Linked DNA regions of Mus musculus: region 2 is linked to region 1. The links are chromatin contacts, called in public Hi-C maps. All regions are on one chromosome and are shown on one strand. The core of a region is the stretch at or near the end of the contact, and the rest is flanking DNA. Distances in the headings are between cores, read along the strand shown. Region 1 overlaps Blnk (B cell linker). Region 2 holds the start of Dntt (deoxynucleotidyltransferase, terminal).

The links. A called contact is a pair of places that touch in the nucleus more often than the background predicts.
Region 2: a Hi-C map of bone marrow-derived macrophages shows a contact between it and region 1, with 82 read pairs. The contact joins the promoter of Dntt here to the enhancer-like site in region 1. A contact is called at or near these places in 1 of 39 promoter capture datasets (pre-B cells), 14 of 484 Hi-C or Micro-C datasets (the 63-12 cell line, the CH12 cell line, bone marrow-derived macrophages and 9 more), 3 of 115 datasets of contacts at active chromatin or transcription factors (the 230-238 cell line, bone marrow-derived macrophages and large pre-B cells) and 2 of 9 other capture datasets (adipose tissue and liver).

What each region holds. Positions count from the first base shown.
Region 1 is chr19:40,958,468-40,965,624 of GRCm38.p6, reverse strand. Blnk (B cell linker) reads left to right here. Exons shown (of 17, transcript NM_008528.5): 4 at 1,342-1,382; 5 at 3,124-3,280; 6 at 5,763-5,926. Among named protein-coding and RNA genes, the nearest start is that of Blnk, 32 kb to the left of the region's middle. Within about 2 kb of position 2,499, at least 45 of the 459 cell types and tissues checked have an H3K27ac peak or open chromatin away from gene starts, as enhancers often do. A contact at or near this core is called in the 230-238 cell line, the 63-12 cell line, the CH12 cell line and 1 more, where this site is marked.
Region 2 is chr19:41,026,804-41,033,960 of GRCm38.p6, reverse strand. It overlaps Dntt (deoxynucleotidyltransferase, terminal), which reads right to left and starts at 4,686. Exons shown (of 11, transcript NM_001043228.1): 1 at 4,320-4,686. The coding sequence starts at 4,522.

The DNA.
Region 1 (7,157 bases), core at 1,250-3,749:
CAGTCCCGTGCACTTTGCCAACAGAGCCTGCTCGCACTCTTTGCTCCTCCCCTTAATCCTTGGAAACTATCCTTTTGGCAAAATCAACTTCACCCACTTGCAGCTGTGCCTGTTCCTCCTTGTCCTGTCCTCCCCGGCCCCTAGGCATCCATGACCCAGGGGCATTTTAAGCTGTTGCCTCTATGTTTTGGGGGAATTCCCATTCAACTGCAAGCTCTGACTCAGAAATCATCCCCAAAGCTTCTCAATCCAGGGACTCTCCAGGGACTTCAAAAGAAAATTACCTAAATAGACAGACAGACAGACAGACAGACAGACAGGCAGACCTATAAGCCAAATCCAAAACCTCTCCAAGTTGCTTTTGGTTATTGTATGCAAGGAGACACAGTAAAGAAACTGCCAACATGACTGTTCCAGGGTATGATTAGGGGAAAAGTCTTATTGTGCATAAGAGGAAGAAAATATACAGGGGCATCTGGAAGAGTCCAGAGTGGGGGAGGGAGCAGACTGCACATGGCCTGGGCTATCTGCAAGAGAAGGGGAAGAGCTAGAGAAGAGAGAATAGTACACAGACGGGTGGGGGTAGAGAGAGAATAGTGCACAAGGAGGGGTAGTAATAAAGAGAGCAGTGATCTGAGGTGAGAAGGAGGCCACGATATATGATACACACACACACACACACACACACACACACACACACACACACACACATATGAAACAAGTAATTGGGAACAAGGATTGTGGAAATCTGGGGGTTAGTCTGGGCCTGCAGCCACAGGTGCATGTCAGTAGAGAGCCATTGTCCCTTCTGCCAGAGGTAAGGAAAAAAGTTTCCATTTTAGCAAATGTGAACCAGTTTTACAAGTTCCTAAGAATTCCTGGCTCTTATCTAACCACCAGAAATCCCCCCTAGAGTCCAGATTGAGCTGGGCCTAGACTCAGTTTTGGACTGAGCCAGTGGGCCTACCCTTTGGGAGGGGGGTGGGGTGCCTTTTGGACCTGACAGTTATGGACTTTATCAAAGCAAAAAAAAAAAAAAAAAAATGGGCAAATGTCCAGAAATGTCCCTTGACAAAGGCAGGCCTAGGTAAAGGGCCCCACTGTTCTGCTCCTGCGGGACTTATCTTTTGTGCTTTAGGTTAAGCTTTCTGAGAAAGAGATGAAAAAAAATGACAATATGGCTGTAATTACTGTTCAAGGCCCACAGAAAAGCAGCCAGTTTTGGCGCCCGTGGGCAGTCAGCTCAGGGGGCTAAGGACAGACAGTACATGTGCCTGTGGGTCAGCCAGAGCTGGCCAGCTGGATTCATGCTTTTTGCTCTGTGTCCCTCTCCTGTTACAGACAGCCCTGCAGATGAAGAGGAGCAGTGGTCAGATGACTTCGTGAGTGTTTGCTCCTGGGATCAGGAGGGTACCAGCCTTTCGAGGAGACCTCTTCAATGGCTTCTTTCTGAACCACACTCTGAAGGCTAGCTGAGCAACACGGGGATGGGGGGTGGGTCTCAGAAGGGCTGAAGAGCCTCCTCTTGGTAGGTGGCAGTGACCTCGCTGAGAGCTCACTTGACCCAGTGCTCATCAAAAGTCAGGCTGAACGCTTTTACATATAACCTTTCTCTATTCTACCATGGCCCTGGGAGGTAGATAGATTACCCCATTCTTTGAGCTCACAGACTCACAAAACCAGAAGTAACACATGCATTTAAATACTCTGTACTAATAGGCATACTTCTGACCTAAGCTGCCCAGTGCTCTCTTACTCTCTGACACCAGGCAGGAGAGCCGCCAAAACAAAGAGTTAACGCCAGAGCTGGTACTCACATCTAATCTCAGTACTTGGGAGGCTGAGGCAGGAAGACTTGAGAGTTTAAGGCCAGTCTGGGTTACTTGGAGTGTTTGAGGCCAGGCTACTAAGCAAGCAAAACTCTATTTTCTAACAGAGTTCTGGCTAGAACCAGAAAGGAGCATTTCATTAACTTAGAGTTTCCAAACTCAAACCTGGGTCTCAGAACCAGGCTGTCAGCTACCAGGGTACCTGTTAGGACCAAAAGAACATCAGCTGTGCTTCCTAGGTCACGGAGTGAGAAAGAGGGACCTAGCCATAGTGACCCTGGCAGGTCACTATGATGGGAGCTGAGTCTAAAGTTTTCTTCAACATTGTTGTATCCATCCACAATGTACCTTCCACAATGTGCTCTGATCTGAGTTTCGATCTGTGAGGAACCCTAAACACACCCCCACCTCATTTATAAGGAAGCGGAGGTCAGGAGGACAGACTGACATTTCCACTGTCCCTCACGGGGACGACGCAGAATGAAGACTTCCAGGCCAGTGTCTAGAATCGAATCTGTGTTCACCACCTGGATGTGGTCTTTAGGACAGCAGTTCCTCCTCCTTCAACCGCAGAAAAAGAAAAGAAAAATAAGGGGAAGGGTGATCTCATTGCGGGTCACTGGGGCATGAAGTTCCCCCTAGAACCCAGTGTAGCGGAAACCAGAGTGTCGGGGGTGCGCCCCCTGCTGGCTTCAGCGCAAGATCACATCTGCGGCTGGGAGGGAGAAGACAGCTTGCTGGCTGAATTAAGAATTTGAAAGACAGCAAAGGATAGGTATATGGGAGGGTTTGAAGAGAGAAGGGGGAGGGGAAACGGTCTAATTATATTATAATCTCAAGAAATAAAAGAAGTAATCTTTACAGAGAAGGTATAGGTCGAGGAGTACAAAGTAAAAATTAACCCGGAGAATAGGGATCGACCTACCCTGAAGTTAAACAGCCAAGATTAACAAGGATTGGTTAAATTCCCCTAGCGGTTATTTTTACTTTGGTGGGTCTCCGCTGCAGATAGTATGAAACACAGGCTTGTTCCTAAAGCCTTTATGCCCGACAGAGGAACCCCGTTATAACATCCCAACAGAAAGGAGACAAGTGTCTGTCTCTGCACTGGAAAGTCCTGTGTGATCATGGCAGGAGCTGGGTGAAGCAGGCAGAAACAGACAGTCTCCATCAGTCTCCATCAACCTCCACTTCCTGTCCTCTGCCTCCGCTGGAACCCCTCCTGCCTCCTAAGGTGGGATCCGCTCACTAGACAGCACCTGCAGGGTACCAAGCACGATGCTTACATTTGCAGGACAGTGACTATGAAAATCCAGATGAACATTCGGACTCCGAGATGTATGTGATGCCTGCCGAGGAGACGGGCGACGATTCCTATGAACCGCCTCCCGCTGAGCAGCAGACACGGGTGGTCCATCCAGCCCTGCCCTTCACGAGGGGCGAGTATGTAGGTGAGGTCGCTGTGGACGCTGGGACCACAGGATGGGGGAGATGGGCAAACAGCTGCTGCCTGAGGGTCCCCTGTCTGTCTCCACTCTCCCTTCGGAGCAGCAGTACAGGAGCAGGCAGGTGCACAGTGGGGTGGGGGGGGGGGGACGGGGGGGCGGGGGAGGGAGCATTGAACAGATTATCTGAACTGATAAAAAAATGTACCCTAAGAATTGCTCTCCCCACCCCTGCCCTCATAGCCCCACAAGAAGTCAACCCAGACATTAGTCCTGTTTCTCCTAGGATTTCCTTCATCCAGGACTCTGGAGCTTCTGAGAAGCCCACATAGAATAATGGTGTCCTTCAAGGACCCAAGTGTCCACCACAAAAGCCCCCTCTTTGTTCTGGTCCAGACAGCTTTGCACACAGGCCACCTAAACTGTGGATGTCCACTAGGTAGTGTGTGTGTGTGTGTGGGGGGGGGTGGTCGGTGAGCCCTGGGCCTGCAATCAACCTCTTAGGTCAGCCGACACTGCACAATCTGGCTTTGAGGCATGCCTCTGGTGGTCCATCAAGAAGTCTAGCATGGTAGCACAGGTCTATAATCCTAGCTGGTGGGTGAGGATGAGGCGGTAGGATCCCAAGTCTGAAGGCTGGGCAATTTAACAAGACCACACCTCAAAATAAAAAGTTAAAACCCAGAACATAAACAAAGAGACAAAATCCAGGCTGTTGAGTGTTGCTCAGTGGTAGAGTTCTTACCTAGCTTGTATAAGGTCTCAGGAGGAACGGTAAAATCATTTCTGTTCTCATCATAGCAAGGGACCAGGAGATTCCCTGAAGGCAGGGATATTGAGTGTGTTCATAACCAGGGTAGTGTTTGCGTGTGTGCGGCAAGATTATCCTCACTGTTGTCAACAGCCTCTCTCCACAGGGTACCAGTTGATGCTAGTTCTTTGTTCCACAATTAGTCTGTTGAGCCCTTACTCTGGTCAGAACCATGCTCTCGGCTCTGAGCACTGAGCTAGGTAGCATACTCTTGCTATTTTCTATATATTGCAGGGCAGCACTTTATCGTTATAGCTTCTTATCCCTGTCAGCCTTATGGAACAGGGATGCATCTTCACTGTATAGGGCAAGAGGAGACTGCAGGCATGGAGCAAATGGTGCCAAGGTTATATAGGTGTAGAGCTCCTATGTGAGCTACGCCCTCAGTGTCCATAGTAGCATGCCTTAAGCCCTGCCCCATGCACTTCCCCACTGGAGGTGTTAAATGACTTTGTTCACCCATTGTAATGACCCTGAGAGGCAAGAGACTGTATTAGGTGCACAGTGCAAACCAGAAACCACAATTCGATTTTTTTCAAAGCCTGCCTTCTGTTCTTTTGCTATTTCTCATGGGTTTAAATATTGCATCAAAAATTCTATGAAAACACCAAGAGCTGCAAACAAATACAACTGGCAAAGCAGCTGCCCTAGTGTGTGAGCACAGTAAAGGTGACACTGGCCACATACCTCAGACAAAGAAGAAACAAGTTCTGGGAGCAGGAAAGAGCACCAAGAAAGAGCATAGCATGGTGTTGGGGTGTGACAGGCAAGGTAGTGTCACAGGAGGAAGCAGGGCACCCAGCAGCACACTGCAAGGCACTGCACTGCCTAGGATGGTGAATGCCAGGGCATCGTATGCTAAGAACTCCTGAGAATTTGTCAGTCTGATCAGAATGCAGCCCACCGAGTCGCTGGGCAGACTGGGTATCTAAAGCCCTCATAGAGCATGATGGGGTCAGATCCATTTATTAGGCAGCCATGCAGCACTGACTTCGTTCACTGCAGTTTTTCTTATTTCTTACAATTAACTCCAAGGGTGGATAGTGTGATCTACTTTAAAATGAGGAAAGGAATGCCAGAGAAACTGTAGTGGATGCAAACAGATGTAGTTAGTCGATGCTAGAGAGAAAGAACCCAGAAGGAACCCAGATCCATCCCGCTTCAGAGCCTGGGCTCTTTCTCAGATTTCTGCAAAAAAGGGTAGTCCTGGCTGGACAAAGCAGGCTTGCCTGGTTTCTCCAGGAGTTGAGGAAAGGAACTCCTTGGTATATTCTGGGTGTTAAAACCCATCACAACAGATTGCATCCAGAAGTCCAGAGTAGGACCACTTTTAAAGCCCGTGAGATGTCTCCAATGTGTAACCAGACTCCTCACTTCAGCACGCTTAGCAGAGTGTTGGGTTCTCAGCTCTCCCATCCCTGTAGGCTCTTACCATTCCCCCCCCCCCCACACACACACACAAGTGTGGTCTTGAGGACCTTCTGTTAGTTACACATAGGTAAATAGACAGTCGACAGTTTATGCTTTCTGTCTACCTGTTGACTTGGCTCCTTTAAGAGCCACAGGATCCCTCGTGGTTAGATAGATAACTTTGGCTGTGTGTCTTTTAGATTCCCCATGATAGCCACACAACGAATGACCCGGAGCCTCTTTTGTGTTGTCTTATGTTTGTTCAAGATAATCGATCCAGCCAGCGGCACTCTCCGCCCTTCAGCAAGACACTTCCCAGTAAGCCCAGCTGGCCTTCAGCGAAAGCGAGGCTGGCCTCCACTCTGCCAGCCCCCAACTCTCTACAGAAGCCTCAAGTCCCCCCCAAGCCCAAAGACCTCCTTGAGGATGAGGTAAAGTAAGCCTAGGAGGAGAGCTGGAGGGACTGGGGAAGTAGGTCTGGAGCGGCCCCCTTCCTCTAAGCCCTGCTGGTCCCCTGTCCTCCAAGTCCCTCAAGGTGACACTGAGAGGAACTTGGTTTCTCTGGAAATGGCACATGGGACCCATTTTACTCTTCTGGGTTTTCCACTGAAATGTGTATGCACCGGATCTGAGCCTTTCCTGTCACCCTGCCATGTCTCTCAACAACCGTTACTGCTTTTACTTCCCCTCCTACACCCAGCCCCTGGGAATCCGGAGACCCCCTTCATCAACCTCCCCTCTGTCACTGCCTGCCCCTTGGGAGTCTTATTCCACTTGGGATTGTCTCCTCTTGAAAGTAACCCAGTGAAATGCCCAGGCTGAGTGACAATGGCTGCCCTAACCTAGTAGTCCTGGATTTCATGGCATTTGAGTTTTAAAAAACAAAGACAACACTTGAGAGTGGCTGTTAAAAGAGTCCATTACAATGGACCTACAGGAGGGCGCTGAAGGCAGCTCTAAGCCATCACCAGACATTCTTAGAGAAGCTACTCTGAGAAAGTACTTCTTTTGGGATGCCTGCAGTTGCTAGAACCTGTTGTGAAATGACCTTCATTTGTGTCTTTATATGATTTCCAGTAAGGAGACAGAAAAAAGGACCTAAAGTATGGTAGAGACAACATCTAGGTCTAAATTCTTTCTGATTCTGTCAGCTCTGTGATTTTAGACAAGCTGGCCAACCTCTCTGAGTCTATTTTCTTTCTTTCCTTCTTTCTTTCTTTCCTTCTTTCTTTTCTTTCTTTCTTTCATCCCTCCTTCTTTCCTTCCTTTCTTTCTTTTTACTATTTTGATATTTAATCAATTAAATAGATAGATATAGATATAAATAATTCTTAAACATATACACACACACACAGGGTTTCTATCTTATTCTAGACTTTTTTAGTTTCTCCTGAACACTGAAGGAGGCCGTGGCCCACACTGAGTCACAGCTGCCGAGCCCCATGTAGCTCATCTCTGTTGTGATTGAACCCTTTCCTCCATGGTTACCACGGACTCACTGTTCCTACAACATAGGCACACAGCTTCATCCTGAAAGGCCCCTCACTTCTGTCACCTTTGCACATTTCTGGGGCTGGTTCCTGCTCTGGGGGGACAGTGAAAAGCAGATGGCAGCAGACTTGGGGGAGCAGTGCTTTCTCAGTCCTCAGTCTGTCAGCCAGA
Region 2 (7,157 bases), core at 3,437-5,936, 66 kb before region 1:
TGATATGATGGACTGTAAACTGTGAGCTCTAATCCCTGTCTTCCTTAATTTGCTTTTGCCAATGTACTTTATTGGAGCAAGAAGAGAATCCGAGGGGCTGGAGAGTTGGCTCCGTGGTGAAGAGCACATCCTGCTCTTGCAGAGGATCCAGGTTCGATTCCTAGAGATGATGTGTGACATGACTCACAACCATCTGTAAACCCGGTTCCAGACCATCCAACACCCTCTTCTGCTATCTGAAGGCGCTGTACCCATGTGGTACACATACATACATATGTACACACATACATACATATGTACATACATACATGCATATATACATATAAACGTACCTGCAGGCAGATCATTAATTGATACACGAAGATAAAAGTAAATATTTTTTAAAAGAAAGAAAAGTAATTAAGATAATAGCACAATTCAAGATACAATTCATGATTTCCTTATCATAGCAAGCTCTTTGCTTGCAAGGCTCATGTTTTCTTCTGTTTTTCCAGAGCTCCACACATACTGCGCAGAGCAGGCACTCAAAGGCTTTTGTGATGCTTTCAGCTAAGACAGCATCTTCCATTGCAGGACAATGCTGTCCTCTGATGCATTTACAACAACCTGAGCATTGTTAGCAAGCTAGCATGAAGCGCCTGGATGGTTAGAAAGATGGAACGCCATCCTTCCGAACTACATATCCTTCTGCCTTGACTACAGTGATTTGCTTCAAGACACAGGGGACGGTAGCAGAAGTATTTATAGAGAAGGGGAGATGACAGATGAGAGCTTTCAAGTATCTCACTCTATGGGAACTCAGGATGCAATCAGGGCGTGGAAAACAGGAGATTTTGGTTCCCTTGTTGAGCCTGTATTAGGTGAGCTGAAGTTAGCAACCTGCTCTAAAGTCTAGGATGCTGGTGACAGAATAAATTCAACATCCTGTTCTTCGATGTTCAGAACTACCCAAGGAACTTAGCATCTCTTCTCTTTCATGTTTTAGGAACCAGCTTTCTATGGCACATAGAATAGCTGGGTGTTAAATTCGTGTTGGAGAGAACAGACTCAATCCAGAGAGTTCAGTTCATGGAGGATCCTCAGGGAAGGTAGGAGCCAAGACTGAGCCTCTTGGCAGCCAAAAGTATACAGGAGCTGTGGACATTAGCCTGTTCCAGAGCTTAGCATTCTCTTTGCCTTTGAATTTTACAAGTTAAGAAAGAAGTGTAGCCATTACTGTTAATCAGTACCATTGACATTTTTCCTTTTAATTAATCATCACTAGCAGTAATTACAATGATTGTATATGTACATTAGCATATGACATGGAGCACATGTGCAGGTCAGAAATCACCTCTGTAGAGCTGGTTTCCTTCCTCCTTTACTGGGGTTCCAAGGGTTAAATCTTAGGTGTCGGGCTTGTACAGCAAGTGACTTCAACCTGCTCAGCCATTTTGCCTGCCCTTAGAATTTTCCTCTCTCTCTCTCCCTCCCTCCCTCTCTCCTTCCTTCTTTCCTTTTTTAAAATAGCTTTTTTTTATTATCTTCATTTTTATTTTTAACTTTTTAAAATTAAAAATTAATTTTAATGCGTCTAATTGTTTTGCCTGGATGTAAGTCTGTGTCCCTCTTGGAGGCATCGGATCTCCTGGAACTCGAGCTGTAGATGGTCGTGAGCTGCCCTGAGGGTGCTGGAAATCAAACCTGGGTCCTCTGGGGGAGCAAGCAGTGTTCTTAACCATTGAGCCATCCCTTCAAGCCCCAAACTAAAAGACCTTTTTTTCTTTCTTAACCATTTACTTCTGGTATGTGTGGAGAAGTCAGAGGATGATTCATGGGGTCTGCTTCTTTCCTTTCACCATGTGCTTCCCCGAGATTGAACTCAGATTGTCAGCTGGGCAGGAAGCCCGCGCACTCACTGAGCCATCTTGTAGGTTTGATTTCCAGCACCCATAGAGCAGCTCTCAACCATCTGCCGCTCAGATTCCAGGAGATCCGATGCCTCTGTGTGCAGCAGGCCTCCAAGAGGGACACAGACTTATGTCCATGTCAAAGACCAGGTATGGAGGCACTCGGGAGACAGGCAGGAGGAACTCTGTGAGTTTGAGGCCAGCCTGGTCTACATTGTGAGTTCCAGGACAGCGAGGATATCTAGAGAGACTCTGTTTCACAAACAAACAAACAAACACGAACAAACGTATATCTGTTGTAAAAAAAAAATTGGAAGACACAGAAAATCTGATCATATACCTTCCCACACCAGATAACTGCTTATAGCATTTTCATAGACTGCCTTCCTGTCTTTGTTCTGCTTGTTTCTGTAGACTGATCTGGTATATACAGGGGAGAAACAACCTTCTTTTGGTCTGGCTGTACAGGCCAATGGATCTAACTATTTAACCAGACTCACACTCATACTACAGTGAAGTTTAACAAAGGATTCTGACATTCTTCTTCTCACCTCAACATCACATCAGACGGAACATTGGTTTGAGTGCCACGGTTAGGGAGAAGGGGGGGTGGCAGGGGTGCGGCGGGGGGGGGGGGGCTGTATAGAACTGCTGGTCTGGAAAGGGCCAGCACCAGGAGATGAAGCCTAAAGGTTCTCCCTACAGTAATTAATGACTCTTTATCTGGGCACAGAAATTCTGTTATCGTCGGGGCTTCTGCTTCCTGTGATTCATCTTCCTCCTACAGCACGCGCGCGCACACACACACACACACACACGTTGAAAGTGTCTGTGCTCTCCGCCTGAGAACTTTGCTCCATCCTGAGCACAGCAGCGGCTTGCTCACCCATTTCCTGTCTCCCCAGCAGCAGGCATAGCTCTGGCTGCTGGCATCTGGGGCACCACTCTGATTCACCTCTCCAGCAAAGATACTTGCTTCGTGATCATCATCACCCCTGACACTTGCCTCGGCTCATTTGCTCCATTGGTGACTCAGTCCATGGGCCTCCAACAGATGTATGGACCTTTTATCAGAGAGCTTTCTGAGTGAGTGGCACCCTGCCTGATGGCTCTCCCTTTCCTGACTGGTCCCTGTTCAGTTCCTTTACCATGAAAAGCATCTTGGTAGCTGCTAAAACTTTTGATTTCTGTTTTTAACTTTCTCTTTGAAGATGTTTTTTCTGTTTTATCCCTCCCCCTTTACCTATCTAATCTCTTTCTCTTTTAAAGCTAACACTGTACATAAGGCTAACAGATTAGTTATACTCAAAAACGAGTTGAAATATTGGATTGTGTGAAAAGAACATCAAGGAATGAAGTTGAGAGTGGCTGTGATGACTTAAAACAAAAAATAGGAGACCATGTGACAAAGACTCAGAAAAGAGAGAAGCCCAGAACCTCAGGAATTTTTGATTGGGGACATTTTAGCAAAAAATCTAAAAAGATCCCCTCAGCTGGGCATGTGGAGTGTGAAATTCCTGAGTACTGACCTTGGAAATGTGTCTCCTCAATGTCTCCAAAGCCAGCATTTCATCAGCAAGAAACGTTTGGCAATTTTCTTTTAAATTCAAAGACTTTCCAAAATCCCAAGTGTAAAAGTCAGATCATCTCTGACACGGTATGTTCAGCACCCCTCCCAACTTGCATGGCTGAAGGCAGTGAACTGAGTGCCCCCCCACTCCCACTGTAACCCCAACACTTCTGTCTGCAGCCGTCAGGCACACCAGGGCCTTTTACTGGGACTTTCTGAATCGCTTTGATTCTTTTCATTGGGTCAAGAGAGTGAACGTACACAATAGTCAGCAAAACAATGATAATTGGTGCTTACTGAACGAGTGCAGATGGTAGCTTCAATCACCTCCCTGCCTAGACTCTGATCATAGCACACTGGGGTGCCATCTGTCACCCCTAGACAAACATCTTTAACCAGCATCTCTTCCTGAAGCCCACTTGGACCACCCTTTGGAAAACCATCACCAAGGCCAGTAAGGTACCTGTGGTGACTCACCTCAGCCTAGCCCACCATAGACCCTTAGCAGAGCAGGTGTGTATAAGTCAGAGCCAGACAATCAGAACACCCTCCCTGCTCCAAAGTAGCAATGTAAAAAATTGAACCCAATGGTGTTGGTTCAGTTTGGTACAGAATGGAATCGAGTGGTTTCTATGTGGTTCTCTGACTAGTTTTCTGGTTATCACTCCTGGATACTTAATCTCAGAGTCAGTCATGGGAAGCCATATTTTTTTTTAAAAATATTATTTTTTGGTACCAATTAGTTTCTATATAATCTCATTTAGTCCCCACTCATCTCCCTTAGCCAACTGGCCCCTTGGGTCCCTTGGGGACGTCCTCAGGGCTCCTGCATGCTTGCAAAGTGACCAGGGCTGTCCTACCTGAGCTCATTTTCCACCCTGAACCCTTTCCTTCGGGCCAGCTCCATGAGGAAGGCTCTTCGAGTTGTTCCCATCTTCTTTTCCAAAATGAAGAGGACCAAGTCTCGAAATCGGATGTCATAAGGCGTGGAAGCCACTGGGGTGCCCAGCTGCCTGGGTCTTTTCTTCCGAGGACCCAGGTGGACTGCTTGCAGTGGATCCATGGAAGCAGACAGTCTAGCTCTGTCTGTACCATCAGGTGGTGTCTCCAGAATGAGGGCTCTGATGTCCTCTCACCAGCAAACCCATAGGTACCACCCTGGTGACAACTTCCTGCTGAAGGAATGTCTCACTCTGATCAGGTCCTTTCTCCCAAAATGGAGCTCTTGACAGAAAGAACAGTGAACTTGGGTTTTCATACACTTGATCTCTGCAGTACCTCAGAATAAACTTATGAAGAAAGGGGGACCTCGCCACTGGTTGAGTACTGTTATTTATCTTTAGACATGTTCAAACCCTTTAGGTTGCATTTTAAAAGCCATTTTTTAAAAAATGTATTACATTTGCTTACTGCGCAAGGGGGCATGTGTGTGCATGCCATGACATCAGTGTGGCAGTCAGAGGCATCTTTCCCCCTCCACCGTTGTAGGTCCCAGGAATCAAACGTGGGTTGTCAGTCTTGGTAGCAAGCTTCTATCATCACCACTTAGTCATCTAACTGCTCCTGCTGACTTTATTCATTGATTCCTGCTTTACTCTAGCTCACTTCTATTCTTTCTCTCGGACCTACGTTATGGTACACTGGATGTCTGTAATTGGCACAGATGTGTTACATACAGCTGTTGTGATTTCACGTGAATGCCACCTGAATTTCTCACTCTGCTGGTTGCTTTTTTTTTTTTAATTTTTTTTTATTTTATGTGCATTGGTGTTGGAAGGTGTCAGATTCCCTGGAACTGGAATTGCAGACAGTTGTAAGCTGCCACATGGTTGCTGAGACTTGAACTCTGGCCTGCTGGAAGAGCAGTTAGTGCTCCTAACCACTGAGCTATCTCTCCTGGCCCCATGGTCACTTTTTTCCCAACAAGCCCATAACTGTGATTTTCCTGGCTCTGTCTACTCTGCTGCTTTAGTTACTATCGTTTTGCAGTGGGCACAGGACCACAGGCTCCCGTGTGTGAGCACATTTTATAGAAAGCTAAGGTTCAGACACTGCAGATCACAGAGTATGGGGCAAATGAGATCATGAATGCAGTTCTTCAGACTTCAACCGTGATGCAACTTAGTTTGTTTTTGGTTTCTATTTTTTCAGTGCACTAAGTTTCCAGAGAGTGGTCGCTACATAACTAACATAGGTCTCTGAGACGAGATGAGTTTTGGAGAAGAGTCATGGGCATGGAGTTAGGGACATTTTCACAGCCCTGTGCAAAATGAAAATTTCATCTTTAGTTAATATTACTTAGTAGGTCTCACTTCTGGAACACCTACTACAGGACCTAGGCAAGACCTCAAAACCTTTGCTGACTGAATTCTTATAAGACCATACTGCCAGCTAGATACCCATATAATACGGGGGGGGGGGGTTGTCAGTGCCCACAAAGTACCATACAGGCAGCGAGATGCAGCAGAGAAGATCCTCAGCCCCGCAAGCAACTTGCTCAAAGTCACAGAACAAATCAGTAGCCACCACTAAGAAATGGCTGAGTCAGGACTCGGAGTCAGGTTTGTCTGACTCCAAAATGTATATACTCTTGGGGCCGGTGAGATGGCTCAGTGAGTAAAGGAGCTTGCTGCCCATCCTCGAAACTTTGTGTTTCACCACAGCAGCTAGCACAGTGGAACGTGAAACTGATTCACACAAGTTGTCTTTTGATCTCCATAGAAGTACCAGGGCGCGTATGTGTGTGGGTGTGTGGGTGTGTGTGCGCGCACGTGCACACACACATGCACACATAAACTAAAAAATCAAAATTAAAAATGTATGCTCTTAACCAGACTGGTAGTACAATGCCTTTAATCCCAGCACTTAGGAGGCAGAGGTAGGAAGATCTCTGTGAGTTCAAGGTCAGCCTGGTCTATAGAGTCAGTTCCAGGGCAGCCAGGGCTACACAGAGAAACCCTGCCTCAAAAAAAAAAACAAAAAAAAAAAAAAAAAAAAAAAAAACAAAAAACAAAAAGCAAAAACAAATATATATGTGTACACACACACACATGTATTTACACACATACACATACCAAACAGCCTCCTTCTGTCATGCCTCCTTACCCAGTAATAAATATGGACCCTTCTCATGTATTCCACCACAGCATTTGGGACTTTTACTGCCTTCAAGAGCGTATGAACGCATGAGCACCTCAGCACTGCCAAAGGAGGGTGCTATGACAGCTGCCATCGGGCATCCACAAGGCTGTTTCATGCAAGAATGACAGAGAGCTGTAGTGAACAGACTTTGGCTCTCTGCAAGTATCTACACCTGTCAAAAGTGCAGAGTGGGCTCCCTGTGTGGTAGAGACCTTGACGGTGTTCACGGACATGTAGCAGAAGGAACTTAATCATCTGGAGGGGCCTTTTGTGCAGCTCTCTGAGACTAGGGTGCAATGTTTGCTTGATAGAGACCAATGAGTGGGGACAAGCCTCCCCCCACACACACTTTGGCCCCCTGTTAGATGCTTGGTTTCAGACAGCTACATGATAGAATTAGTCTTAGCCTCCAAGTGGTCTGACAGCATGAACAAGGCAGTCCTCTAGCTAGGCCCCGGGGTGGTATCATCCCCATAGTAACGTGAGTCCACAGAAGCAGCAACGGGGACAGAGAATAGCACACAGACAGAGGATGCCGCCATAGATGCACAAGCTTC